Linked DNA regions of Mus musculus: region 1 is linked to region 2. The links are chromatin contacts, called in public promoter capture Hi-C maps. All regions are on one chromosome and are shown on one strand. Each heading gives the region's core, a stretch centred on a gene start, on an enhancer-like site or on the middle of the called end of the contact. The rest is flanking DNA. Distances are from core to core; before and after follow the strand shown.

The links. Promoter capture Hi-C pulls out the DNA fragments that hold promoters and counts their contacts.
Region 1: a promoter capture Hi-C map of pre-B cells shows a contact between it and region 2. The contact joins the promoter of Plcl1 here to the promoter of Maip1 in region 2. A contact is called at or near these places in 4 of 39 promoter capture datasets (the 3T3-L1 cell line, hippocampal neurons, liver and 1 more), 2 of 484 Hi-C or Micro-C datasets (cortical neurons and pro-B cells), 4 of 115 datasets of contacts at active chromatin or transcription factors (embryonic forebrain, embryonic hindbrain, large pre-B cells and 1 more) and 1 of 9 other capture datasets (adipose tissue).

The regions. Positions count from the first base shown.
Region 1 is chr1:55,403,955-55,407,414 of GRCm38.p6, reverse strand. It overlaps Plcl1 (phospholipase C-like 1), which reads right to left and starts at 1,469. Exons shown (of 6, transcript NM_001114663.1): 1 at 785-1,469. The coding sequence starts at 1,027. It also overlaps the pseudogene Gm8531.
Region 2 is chr1:57,404,634-57,407,747 of GRCm38.p6, reverse strand. Maip1 (matrix AAA peptidase interacting protein 1) reads right to left here and starts at 1,482. Exons shown (of 5, transcript NM_001081181.3): 1 at 526-1,482. The coding sequence starts at 975. Tyw5 (tRNA-yW synthesizing protein 5) reads left to right here and starts at 1,074. Exons shown (of 8, transcript NM_001037742.2): 1 at 1,074-1,364. The coding sequence starts at 1,287.

The sequences.
Region 1 (3,460 bases), core at 220-2,719, 2.0 Mb after region 2:
AGTATTCACATAGATCTATGCTAGGAAGCCCTATTCCAGGGCTCTTACCTGAAAAGATTACTCCAAAGTCATGCACCCAAAAGATGAACTTTCGAACATGGGAAACAAGTTCAAAGTGGAAGACAGAAATAAATAAATAGGGCGAAGAAAGGTTTACAATTCCTTGGCAGATGGATAAAGGCAAATCCTCTGGGGGTGCTAGGGGAGTCTGGGAACGTTTTCCCGGATGTGTGTTTTCTGCAGCGCAAAACCTCTAAGCTCTTCCTTCATCCTTTCTATGCTGCAGCGTCCGCTGCAAACTCTGCCTGCCTATCTGCAAAGTTCAGGCGTTTCAGGATTTCAGAACCATTTCTGTATGGGGGAGATTTCCCACACACAATTAAAAGTAAGCTGTGCTTTGCCTTTGCTGTTCGGGAAAGCTAGCTCTCCGCTGGAGAATGCACAGCCAGCCCGCAGGTCTCTGCATTTATCCCAAGTTCACCCTTCCTCCTCCCATCCACCGGTTAGTGAGAAAATGAGGGAAAGCATCCATCAAACCGCAGAAGCGCAGAGAACTTTTCCTCCGCTGTCAGAGAGGAAGTCACTTCTGCTTCTCAAGGCCAACAGCTGATTCTGGGAACCTCCGGACTAGGCAGGAAGGTTTGGCGATGAAGGAGGTGGGAGAAAACAATGCCCAGCCTGCGACGCCTAGGGCAATGAACATCCTGCCCAGGGGCTGGAGGGGGGATGTCCCCTACCCACCCGGCACCCATACCAGGCTCTGGGCCGCTGCTGCTCCGCTTACCTTGATGATGCTGCTACGCCGGGGGGTCGCTCGTGCAGCCTCCAGGAGGCCGGCCTCGCTATCCGCGGGGACCCCCGCAGCGCCCGGCAGCGCGACCCCACTGCGACGGTCCCTCATCCGGCCCCCCAAGGCCGGGGGTGGGGCGTCCCCTGAGGCAGCGTCGGCGCCGGCTCGGGGGTCGTCTTCGCCCCCGGCAACGTCGAGAGGCGCCGGAGCCTCCCTGCTAGCCGCGCCCTCAGCCATAGCCAAGCACGTTTTAGGCTCCCGGCGAGACAGCACGACCGCCAGCGGCGTCCAGCCCCGGGCACGGGTGCGCTCAGGCACCAGAAGGAAACCCCGCTAGACTTTGTTTTAGCGCGCCACGGCCGCTGCAGTGGCAGCCACAACTTTGTAGAAAGGAGACATCGCTCCGGCAGAGGCGTCCTCGGGCTGTGGTCCAGGAGGTCAGCGGGCCGGCGCGGACGGGCGGCGGGGGCGGGGAGAAGATGTGAGCGGGAGGGAGAAGCAGGCGAAAAGCAGCGGGAGGTACTGGAGACGCGAGGCGAGCGCCGGCTCTGTGCAGACAAAAGGCAGTGGGCGCCGGAGCCAGGAGCCTCGGAGCCGGGACGTGCGCGGCCGGAGCGGCGACTGCGGATCGGCCACCAGCCACCTGCCCGCCGACCGCAGCACGGCGGCCCCAGGAAGTGCGGCGGCGGGGCGGCCTCCACTCCGCTCGCCTGTGACAGGGAGGGAAGACTTGTTTTGACAGCCCGTGGGGATTGGCAGGCTCCCCGGCCTCTCAGGAGCCGAGGCTCACCGAGGGGGTTCGGGCCGACCAATCCTCACCGCGGAGGGGTGTGCCCGAGCGCGAAGAATGGAATGTGTTCTGTTGCTCGGAGCCTGCCCAGCCCAGCTGGCCCCGGTACTAGGCGAGGATGCGCGCGCCAGTGTGCGCACCCACAGGCACTCAGAGTACATTTTAGGAAGTTTAGAAAGGAGACGAAAGCGGCCTGAAGGTTCAAGAAATGGGACGCGGGTGGGGTGGTTTGCGGGCGGCAGTGAGATGACGGAGGAAACACTGCAAAACAGCAAATCTGGAATAAAGAAGATGTTGAGCGAGAAGGTTAGAGTGTTTGGAGGGGTGTAGTAGTGACACTTGGCACAGCCAAGGGTCAATCACTGGCTCTCCTGCCAATCCTTAGAAGTGAAGTCCACGCACTAGGACCCTGGAGTTCCACAGTTTGTCTCGGGTTCTATGAGCGGATTCTACATTCACTCAGTAATCTGAGTCAATACAACAAGGAGTTGGGTTTAAGGGGTAGGTAGGGTAAGAGGAAGCAGAGCAACGAAAACCCTGGGAACGCCGCCGAATGAAACACAGAGATGATGGAAGCCACATAGCGACAAGGTCATTGGCAGGTTTAGTCTCTACCCTAAACCGTTCTCGACGAGGGTCCAGCCTCCTTTCTACATATAATTCTAAATCATTACATTTTGCTCCTTCCACCAAGCTAGTAACCAAGAGGAGAGCAGGGATTCGGTAGCATTAATCACACCATGAGCAAATGTAGACAATGGCTCTAAGGTCCCTGGAGAGTTGGACGACGTACTGAATCTCACTTAGATCATTAAATGCATTTAAATTACTAATTATTTCATAATTCAAGATTTTACTTCTTCCTTACGTGGCCAATAGCACCAAGAAATTTTTCAGCCCTTCAGGGCCAGAAATTTATTAAAATTCTAGCATTTTAAGGATGAGCTGGGGTGTTAGGAGTCATCTAGGGCAGCTCTTTTATTTAACAGAGGAAATGAAAGCCCAAGGACCTTGTCTACTGACTGGTTAGTACAGACACTAAAATCAGATCTGCTACCCAGTTCCTTCCAAGCTCTCTTCACTTTTTTTATCTGGCTCCCCTGGGGCTACAACCAGTCAAAATTGGATGGGGCTCTTGGGAGAATTCACATTTGACATTTACCATCTCCTAGGGAAGACTGGAAAGACTTGACTTTACCTTTTCTTTAAATATACGTGCAACCCAGAAATGAGTGTCCTCTAGATGAGAGGCCAGCTCTGGTTTTAGAAGCAACACTGCCCTCTAGTGAGATGTTGAGAACTACAACCGAAATAGCAAGCGCTTCTTCTCATAACTGTTACATAGAAAATATATTTTGTCCTCAGAAGTATAGCCAATTTTAGGCTACTGTTTTTCTGATGCTCTCTCATTATTACACCTAACTTTGTCTTTTACAGATGTCAGGGTGTCTGCTTTCTGATACTTTTGTCAACTTGCCACTTGTGAGCTGTCCTTTGAAGACTGTAAAGCTGCAGATATCTCCCTCGTCATTTTCCTATATGAGTCTTATATACCAGTGTTTCCTATCCTACAGGCTTGTGTGCCTTTATATCCATATATATTTTTTCCATACACATTTACATCCATATACCCATATATGATTATATATTTATATCCATATATATTTACATCCATAGAGCATATGGTTTGCAAAATGTTTTGTTTCCACTCACGACCGACCAGTTGCACTCCATCTTCCCTTCCTTTGCACTCGTCCCTTGTGACCTTCTGCGAGCACAAATGCACAGAAACTGCTGAAGACTCTGAGCTCTTCAGGGAGGTTGTCTAACTCACTCGGCCTTGAGAATATTGGAGTACATCTAAAGGGTCTTTCATTTCT
Region 2 (3,114 bases), core at 233-2,732:
CAGCAGCCTCAGCAAACTCTTATCCTTGACAGAATATATAGGTAGAGAATGCAGAAGGCAATTCAGATCTGTCAAACAGCTGGTAGGAAACTGCCTTTGTACCTGAAATGATATGTTATTACTTTGGCAGTGTTATCTTATTCCTCACCATAACTTACTCCATTCGATTTACTTAACAAATACTTATGAAGTGCCTACTATGTGTGCCAGGCACTGTCTTCTCTAATCTTCTAATTCTGGAAAAATCATACCCAAAGGATTAACTAATTTTAGAGTGGCACTGACAAACAGGCTTTGAACTTAGGCCTTCATCCTAGTTTCTTGAATGAACCCCTCCTCCCTGACGACCATGCGAACACACTTAGAAGCTTATTAAAGTCCTGAAGTGGCCGAAAGATTCAGTGTCTAGGTCACTACCATCGTTGGATACCACGGGTCGCAATGAAGAAACTTCATGGCTAAACACTTGATCACGGAAACGCTGAATGCACGAGGCAGAGAGGTCAGTTAGGGGAGCAAACAAACCTGCTTCGCCCCTTCAGAGAACTCAGCGATACTGAACTCTTTGTCGAAATAGGCCCAAATAAGGAAGGCGTAAATTCGAGTCCGGACCCAGTTGATGGGATTGGAAAATCCCAGAATGATCATTCTGGTTCTCTGGCGTTGCTGGGGCTGCTCCTCGGTGCTGTAGCTGCGGCTGGGACTAGCGGGTAAAGAAGCGAGGGCTGGAGGATGTTCTACCCGGCCGAGAAGGGATCTTCGGGAGCTCCAGGAACGCAACGCAGGGCTTGTCCAGGCCCGAGTGTAGCGAGGGATCGGAGCCGCGCTTGAGCCCAGGCGACGGCGGCACAGGCAGCAAATTTCAGTCAGCGTCAGCCTCACCTCGGTGCTACCGAGAGTCCGGAGTCGGGTGACCGGGCCGGGCAGCGGCCGGGAAAGCAGGGGCAGAGGTAGGAGACGGGCGGCCAGCGCCATGTTTGTGACCTTTCACCTCTGCATGCCTGTGCAGTACTGAAAGCAGGCCGGAGGGAAACCAGCTCGCCGGGGTTGGAGAAGTGGAGCCAAGGCCGCCTCGCTGCCGCCGCCTCGGGTGAGTCCTCTCATTTCGGCTGTGTTAGCCCTCAGCCCAGGCCGAAGCCCTCGGGCTCCCCGCCGTGCGCACTTCGAACCAGCCGCCGCCCTCTGGGGTCAGTCACCTACGCGGACCATTTCTTCCGGAGTAGTGTTTCCAGGGGAAATCACGCGTGGAAGAACTCGTCCAAATTCCCAGGCCTGTGAATTTCACCATGGCTGAGCAGCGTCTTCCGGTACCCCGGCTGCGGGGCGTCTCCCGGGAGCAGTTCATGGAGCATCTTTATCCACAGGTGAGGAGGCCCGCCGCGGAAAGGCAGGGGAGACACCCCGGTACCTTCTGGCGGCCCATCTGCTCTCCTGCAACCCAGAGATTGTTCGGGGGAAGAGAAGGCGCTCTGCTGTCAAGGGAGTGAGCGGAAGGGACCTGTAGCCCTGCTCGGGAATTCAAAGCCCCGGAGAGAAACGGCCCCACATTTTTGGGGAGCAGGATGACCGGAGAAAGCTGGGTGGCACGAAGCTCACTGAGAGGTCGCGCGTGTGGCTTTCTGACCTCACGTGCTCCCTTTCTATGGAGTTTTTCCTAAAGTCTAGTTCAGGATCCCTCGCCCTTCTCTTGCTTGGTCCTAACAGCCCCTGGAGTATTTCGAGATATTAGATTTTTGAAACTCGATATTTCAGTCTAATGAAGGATTGCAACAGGGAAACCAATGGAAATCGTCTCGTAGGTTTCCTCTGGTACAAGTCATTCCTTGATTTAAGCCAGAATCATAATTAAGGATTAAGCCCTTTAGTTTTGTTTTGTTGTTTTGTTTTTTCCGAGACAGGGTTTCACTGTATAGCTCTTGCTGTCCTGGAACTCACTCTGTAGACAAGGCTGGCCTCGAACTCATAAATCCGCCTGCCTCAGCCTCCGAAGTGCTGAGACTAAAGGCGTGCGCCACCACCGCCCGGCTCCCTTTAGTTTTTAAAGAAAGAAGTAGCAGAAAGCAGTTAGATTTAAGAAAAGAAAATAAGTTTGCTCTCAGGACTTTTCAAGAAAGTCCAAGTATCAGAATAACAGAGTAAGGATTCTGGCGATTATTCTAAGGGAAAAAGTCTCTGAAGTATATTAGTGGTAGTAAGATAGGATCTGTAGCTACAGCTACGCTATGCTGCTGGAGCAGCCTGAAGTGTTCCTTTGAGAAGACAGGATTACTGATGACCCTAGAAGAATTTCTAATTGAGTCAATATAAGGCAGAGTTTAAGTTTACTAAGAAGTTGTAGTTCATGTTTCAAGAGAGATGCTTTGGGCTAATACTATAGTTTGATCAGGTAAAACCATGGTTCACTAACATTGCACAAGGAGGTTAAGATGTGTCTTTTTTTACAGGTCAGTGGTGGCACATGCTTTTAATCCCAACATTCAGGAGGCAGAGGCAGGCAGATCTCTGAGTTCCAGGCCAACCTGATCTACAGAGCAAGTCCCAGGACAGCCAGGGCTTCATGGAGAAATCTTGTCTCAAAAACAAACAAAGAAGAAACAAAACCAAAAAAACCCCCAAAATATAAAAAGACAAGTCTTTTACTGCTGGTGGAGCTTTAATCTTGCTCATGAGAATCCTAGAAAATAACTATCTTACAGGAAAGGTGATAAGCCGTACCTGGTCATATGCGTTTTGGCCTTAGACATGATTTGTTACTATTATAATATTCTTACTTATAAAAAGAAATACCTCCATGTAGGCCACCTCCCAGCAAGATTTTTTAATTGTGCTGGAATTATTATTATTATGGAGACAGGGTATCTCTGTGTAGCCCTACTTGCCCTGGTATTCTGATCTGTAGATCAGGCTGTCTCAAGCTCACAGAGACCCACCTGCCTCCCTAGTGCTGGGATTAAAGGTATGTGCCATTACATCCTGACTAGTTGTGCTGAATTCTTACCTCTCAGCTGGTGAGAGACTTTAGACTGCAGGGTGAGGACCTTTCTATCCCATGTCCTTAAATTTCCCTGTCTTCCTACCTCACCTCAGTTGCTGTAAGTCTGCTAGAAGTGGAAC